2 separate regions of the Capra hircus genome follow, and region 1 is linked to region 2. The links are chromatin contacts, called in public Hi-C maps. All regions are on one chromosome and are shown on one strand. Each heading gives the region's core, a stretch centred on a gene start, on an enhancer-like site or on the middle of the called end of the contact. The rest is flanking DNA. Distances are from core to core; before and after follow the strand shown. Region 1 holds the start of ANKRD17 (ankyrin repeat domain-containing protein 17). Region 2 holds the start of LOC102180747 (mitochondrial inner membrane protein COX18).

Evidence for each region. A called contact is a pair of places that touch in the nucleus more often than the background predicts.
Region 1: a contact with region 2 is called in a Hi-C map of blood, with 4 times the contacts expected there. The contact joins the promoter of ANKRD17 here to the promoter of LOC102180747 in region 2. A contact is called at or near these places in 3 of 5 Hi-C or Micro-C datasets (blood and liver).

Annotation. Positions count from the first base shown.
Region 1 is chr6:88,879,027-88,882,780 of ARS1.2, forward strand. ANKRD17 (ankyrin repeat domain-containing protein 17) reads right to left here and starts at 1,656. Exons shown (of 34, transcript XM_013964713.2): 1 at 1,078-1,656. The coding sequence starts at 1,503.
Region 2 is chr6:88,706,825-88,710,223 of ARS1.2, forward strand. LOC102180747 (mitochondrial inner membrane protein COX18) reads right to left here and starts at 1,268. Exons shown (of 6, transcript XM_018049561.1): 1 at 826-1,268; 2 at 117-217. The coding sequence starts at 1,167.

The DNA of each region.
Region 1 (3,754 bases), core at 406-2,905, 170 kb after region 2:
CGAGATTTTTCTAGCTTCCATTTCAGGAAGCAGACAAGAGAGTTACAAAAGACCTGCTAACTAGGAAGGCCAACTCTTAGCTTGTTCTCAGTATGGTACGTTTTACTGAGCTTTTGGTTAAATGCCTTCTTTGAAGAATGAGGGCCTGCAACGCCGCCTGTCTGTGAACCCAGGAAAAATTATAAACAGTTATGAAACCAGATCACTAGGACAGACCAAGAGGCCTTCTTCCTATTCCAACTCACCACAACCAACCCTGGCTCCCAAGCAGCCTCTTAGGCTGCTCCACATTTCTGTGGAAAGCAACAGGGCCTAGCTTAATTCTTCCTCACCAAGGAAGCATTTGAAAATGTATGAGTATGTACATGTAAGGATCAAATACATTTTTCATCCACTGAGTCATATATTAATGTAAATGGATATAAGATCAGTTCATCCAAAATCTTTGAGAGATCGAGTACGTGAAGGTGACTTCAGCAGCCACAATTATGGTGGGGGGGGTAGGGGGGTGGGGTGGGAACCTGCAGCAGAACAGTATGGAAAAGTACAGCTTCTCACGTGTCTCTCACATACACAAATACTTAGCTCTCAGTCCATTACAAGCTTGCCTCCCCCTCAAACTGCTCCCCTCCACCACACTAGTGGGAGAAATCTACCAACCTCTTAATCTTTCCCCAAGAGACTCTCCTACCTATTATCTTACCCCTCCCGCTTTGGTCCCGCCCCCGCCCCAGGAGTAACAGGGCCCTACTGGCCTGAGGCCGACCCCGCCGGGTGTGCACACAGTCAATCTAACCAATTCCTTCCACCCTTAACCGTGTGAACCATGCCAGGGTAACGTGCTGTGCAGCAACTCTGTGGACTCTGCGGTCCTCCCACCCCCACGTGTCAGCTACCCTCCCCCACATGTCCACACCTCACGATTTCGGCCCGGGAAAGAAAGAGAGCGGTGGAAAGCCCAGCCCCGAAGACAGATCAAGCCCACAGGAATCGGTCCCCTCGCAAGTCCCCTCCCACCTTTGGCCCCGACCCTTTACACTCCCTTCCTCCCTTCTTCCTTTGAAAGCAGGCCCTTGCCTCAGAAACCTCTTCTTCCTCGTCGTCGTCGTCCTCTTCTTCCTCGCTGTTGTTGCTGCTGGTGCCGCCGCCGCCGCCTCCGCCGCCGCCGCCGCCGCCTCCGCCGCCGCCGCTGTTGTCGCTGTCGCTGCTGCTTTCGCTGCTGCTGGGGGGTCGGCAAGTCCGGTTACGCTTGGCCTTGTGGTGCTGCTGCTGCGGCGGCTTCTTCTTCAGGAGCAGATCGCAGACTCGCACCATCCCACGAGGAGACGAGGCCGAGCGAGCCCCGCTGCCGCCGCCAATGCCGCTGCCGACCTCCGCTGCTGCTGCTGCTGCCGCCGCCGCCGCCGCCGCCGCCGCCGCCGCGGGGGGGCCCGCCACCGCCGCCACCGCCGGGGGGCTCCCTTCTCCCTCAGCCGCCGCCACCGGAACCGTCGCCTTCTCCATCTCCGGGGAAAGAGGGAGGGCGCGGACGGGGGAGGGGCGTGGGGGCTACGCTCTACCGCGACTTCGGCCGCACCGGGGCCGACACAGCGCTCGGTGCCGCCTCCGCCGCCACCGCCTCGGTCACCTCTACTGCCGCCGCCGCCGCCGCCGCTCCGCCAGCTCTCACCTCGTCTCGCGATACTAAGGGCGGGGAGCCTGACGATGGGAGGGAGGGAGAGGGAGGGAGCGTGAGGGAGCAAGCGGGGGGTGGGGGAAGCGAAGAGGGAGACCCGGGTGGCCGGAGATCCAGCAGAGGGGAGACTACCGAGAGTCGGGGGAAGTGTGCCTAGGGCGACTTCCGATGGGGGGGACGGCGGGGACAGAGGAGGGCCGCGGTGATTGCCGTAGCGCCCGCTAGTACCCGGATCGCTTCTCTTTCCTCGCTATTTCCCCCACACACAACCCTTCAGACCTCCCTTCTTCCTTCCTCGCTGGTGTATAGAACGCAGCCGCAGGCGGAAGTACAAGTGACGCCATCAGCCGTCGCCTGAGTGGTGGCGCGCGGGTGGCCGAAAGACGAAAGTGAGACTTAGAGGGCCGGGTCTCCGGCCTTCGCGAGCGGGCGGTGCTGCGGTGCATGGGGCGGGCGGCTGAGCGGGCGGACTGGAGCGGAGCAGCCCGGGCCGGGTGGGAGCGGGTACGGAAGCTCGGGCCAGACGCTTTGTTAGCAGGAGGCCCGGACAGCCTGATCCGGGAGGTGGGGCCTGGTTCTGGACTGCCGTACGTAGTTTCGTTCCTGGCCATTTTTTCCACCGCCAAATGGTGAGTTAGGGCTTTGGATCTTGAGAGCTGGCGTAGTATGAAGGAAAGAGCCCCTTTTGCCTCAGTTTGAGTCTTGGATCATAGACTTCCTGAACCTGAGTTTACACTTGTGTTACCAACATAAGGAGTTCGATTAGTTGATGTCTGAGATCACTGCAACTCTAAAGTTTCCTCTAAAGGGCTGAAGACAGGAGAAGGAAGCAGGATATGTGCCTGACTTTGCAGACGTTTTAGTGAATGACCCCAATTTAGTCCTTCCACTCCATCACCTCGGCTTTTATCTGTGAAGTAAGCATCATAGGTAATCATCCTTGTCTGTGTTTCTCTTGGAAGGAATATTGTGATAGGGGTTGTGAGTTCATTTGTGGATGTCTGAAGAACTTGCAGGACTTTTGAAATAATAGCGTAGCTTATTGAACTCAATTAGCCCTTTCAGGTTCAATAAGGGCACAGCAGCATAAGGAAAATGAAGGAAACATCAAAGACAGATGTACTGGCACAAGATAAAAAGTATGTCTCAGCTGACATAGTTGCCATTTTAAGACTGCTAAGTTTAGCTGAGTGTGCCTGAATTTTTTTAGCTTTTTTTTTTTCTTTTTAGCATTGGCATACCATATGAAATGTGGGCAGTTGCCAGTAGTCTGCAGAGTACTATGGCAGAATTGGCAATGACTGAATCGATTCATTCAAGAAAAAAATTCATCATGTGCCTACTATGTGCATAGTTTCTAAAATCTAAGTCTCTGCTTCCAGGGGCTTTGCAGTGAAATAAGTGTTATAGTAAATACACAGAGAGTGCTAACCTTCTGCCTGTACCTCTTCTACAGTGGTTGCTAAGCGCAGAACAGTATTGTGCAGCTAAGGTGCTCAGTCGTGTCTGACTCTTTGCGACCCCATGGACTGTAGACCACCAGGCTCCTCTGTCCATGGGGATTCTCCATGCGAGAATACTGGAGTGGGTTGCCATGCCCTCCTCCAGGGGATCTTCCCAACCCAGGGATCGAGATGTCCCGCATTACGGGTGTTTTCTTTACCTTCTGAGCACCAGGGAAGCCCAGTACATTGTATATTTTAACACTACAGATTTAGGTCATAACCTCAGGTGGATTCCTCCCTCCTACTTGTATATTCTGAAGCACCTTTTTCATCCTACCCACTAGAATACTTTTGCAGTCTTTAAATCCCAGCCACATATAATTAGAAGGCCAATGCTATTAGACAAAAATGCCTTCAGTTTTCCAAATGCTAGAAACTTAGATACTTCTGAATCTTTCCTCCAATATCAGTGGAATGAGACACTCCCTGCTCTTACATAAAATGAATTGTCCATCTTTCCTCTAGTTCCAATCCCGTATTTCCCTTTTATCTTTTCTGTCTTCAGGCTTCTACAATTGTCCTTCCACTCTATCTCCTTTCCTCCACAACCAAGCTTTAAAGAGTACTCTACGTT
Region 2 (3,399 bases), core at 18-2,517:
TTAAAATATTAAAAAGAACCACTTTGCTGCTAAAGCTACAGAATACCATACCCTGTAATACACACATACATACATATATATTTTTTCATGGTCTTATATGCAGAGAATTAGCTTACCTGGCAACTCTCTTGGACCATCCCAACTGATGTGCACGAACTGCAACTTCTTGGTTAAGATGTCGTGCAATGTTTTTTATTTCTGGCTGCAAATTTTCCACCTAGCTAAAGAAAAAGTAGACTTTGTTATGAGCACATTAAAGATCTGTATTCATAACCACTCATAATTTTACTCTCTATTTCCTAAACTCATTTAAAAAAATGTAGTTTACTGGTTGTGTCAGGAAACTCTAAGATTGCTCACAAGCTGTTAACTTAAGATATCCTCAATTGCAATCAAATTAAAATTCCAGCTTATACACTTAACCAGTGTGATGTTGGGCCAATTATTCAACCACAAAAGTCTTGTTCCCTCTTATATAAAATGTATAACAGCACCTACTTCACAGGGTTATTTTAAGGATTAAATCAGCCCTACACTCCACACTTTCAATGTTTCAACCCTGCGTTTTCCAGTAATATAAACTGAAGAAACGGTAGTCTATATTGTGTCTTTAATATGTTCTTTGTAGCTACAGAGCCACCAAAGAATCTGCATTTACCTCTACCTGTGTTAATTCCTTTCTATAAGCTTGCTGCCTTAAAGGTGCTGATGATTAACAGTAAGTACTCCGGAAGTATCTGGGGACCTTACGCCCCGGTGAGACATGGACCCTCCTCACCACGGAAGTGGGTATGCACGGTCCAGGCGCGGCTCGGCACCCCTCACCTTGGCCAGGATGTAGTGCTGGTAGGCAGCCAGGGGTAGCGTGACGGCCCCGCGCAGGGCCACGGTGGTGAGGAGAATGCTGCCCCACCAGGGCAGGCCCGAGGCGGTGTGGGCGAAGAGCAGCACGTCCTCTGCGCTCTGCACCGGCGCCGAGGTAGCCAAGGCCTCGTACCAGCCTCCCGCGCCGCTCGGGCCAACTGCGGAGACCGATGCCACCGCCCACAATGGCAAAGCGGAGCTCTTGGCGCCGCCCGCTGGGGCCCTTGCGAGCGATGGGTCCAGGACACGGACCTGCAGGGTAGGCCGGGGCCGCAGCCACCTAACGCTGAGCCGGCACAGCATCTCCGCGCCAGGGCTGGGTCCGAAACGCCAGCCTCACGGACCAGGCACGCTCACACCGCTCCGCCGAGGCCTCTAAGCGCATGCGCCAGCAACCCCAGCGTAGAGTGGGCGGGATCCCGCGGGTAGCCACAGTTGACCTTCCCGGTCAAGCCAGTGACGTACTGAGTCGCACTAGAGATGACGCACGAGGCAGGAAAGTCCCACCTTTCCCACGCGGCACTGAGCAAGCCTACTGCGCAGACACGAAACTTTTGCGCTGCTGCGGTGGAGCTCCTCGAGGCTAGACCGGAATTGTAGTGTTGGGGGTGGGACTTGGCGCCCGGGGCGCGGCGAGGCGTTCTCTAGGAAACTCTCGTCCTGTAAAGTTGGTCTTCGGCATATATCTTCCGTTCTTTTTGACTTAGCTAATCATGTCATGGTTTAAGCTTTGTGGGGGCTTTTTGTGATCAGACGGTAGCCCTCCACGTCTTTATGCGCGCCCCGATTGCTTCCGCTAGGGATTGAGATTATACTCTACCTTGAACGCGTTGCTGAAATGCCAGTTTGGAGAGAGGCGTGTTTCTGTGTTGTTAAAATCAAGTCTTTATGCACTAAGCATATTTATAGTCTGTGCTATAAATATTTAATTTGCTCATTTGTCCTAATAGGCATTTTCAGAACTAGTTTTAGTGTTTCATCTTTCATTATAAAGAGCAGTAAAGTTTATTAAGAGTAAAGAACCATCTCCTGAGTTAAGGGAAATTATCACTGGCAGCACGGTGACTTCTTTATTGGGGCTTAACATCGTGCATAAACTTTCAGGAGCCTGAACAGCAACATCAGGTGTCTTCTGGTTAAAAGCAGAAGGCTAAATATACATGGACTAGTTTTTAGCTTTGTGTTCCTGGGAACACGATGGGATGACATGGAGTTTCTTAACATAATGATCATCGCTAAACCTAGAGGCCAAATTGTGTTGAGGAACAAAATCATTGATTAAAACGAAGGTGCCGGCCAATATTGGGGTAATGTCAAACTGGAGCTACTGTTCTTGCTTCACTGTGCACCTACCCAGGGGTACCAGATGTATTTTCGCTGGGTTCAGGAAGTGATCTTCCTTCAAATTGCATGATTAAATCCATTCATGAAATTTTATATGTTAACATGCACATCCCAACATATGTTACATACAGAATTTCTTTTCCAAAAGTAAAAGCCTGTATCACTGTCTCCCTATCCACTTGTCAAGTTAAAACAAGCAACCTATTGGTAAGTGGAAAACAATTTTACATGGAATTATCTTGGCCTGAAGGTTGAGGGAGCAAAGGAACAACTTCTATGCTGCTGCACTCCTCTCGCTGCAGAGACATGATAACATCAGGAGTTGGACTTTCCGCAGCGCCATTTAAGCTTAAGGACTGTGACCTTTGATATGTAGGAGAAAAGGAGTTGATGAAAGGAAAAAGATCCTAAAATAAAAACTCCACGTTTATGCATTCACTATTCAGATAATTTAAATCAACAATTTTTCAAGCTATTCCTCAAATTCCTAAGACTTCCTTCTGTGGATTCGTACTCAGGAGTTGAAGCTGGAACTTCAATGAGTGTAGGTTCACCTTTTCTGCTGCATTTTGGGGTCACAGGTTATAGTCTCATTTAAAAATGTTCCACTTCTCTAAGTTTGAATATTGTGACCTAAATAAAATGTATGAATATTTAACCTAATATCATATACTTAAAACATACAGTTTACAATTTGGTTAATGGAGATGATCGGGACGGGCTATCTACTTGGTATAGAATGTAGGGAGAAGTATTTGTCAATTACAAATACAATATACAAATATATATGTATGTACTGGTAACAAACATTGTGATACCCTGAGTATTTTGAGTGGAAAAGTATACTACAGAGTGACTATACAAATATTGGGGAAACCAGCTGAAATCATGTCAACCCTAATACTTTGCAAATGAATATATTATGTTTAAAAAGTTCATTTTAAAACATTTTTTAACATTTCTAAAAAGTTCAACTACTTGTTATTACCTTATTCCTGTCTTTTTATTCATACTACATCACATAGCTAACTTTTTTCTTAATTTTATTTAAAGCTTCGGAAAAACAAAGACTATATATTTACTGTCAGAAATTTCTGAAATTCTTATTCATCACTGTGCTTAACACAGGAATGGAGGTCAAAATGTGAATATAGTCTATTATATATATATATAGACAGTCTATATGTACAG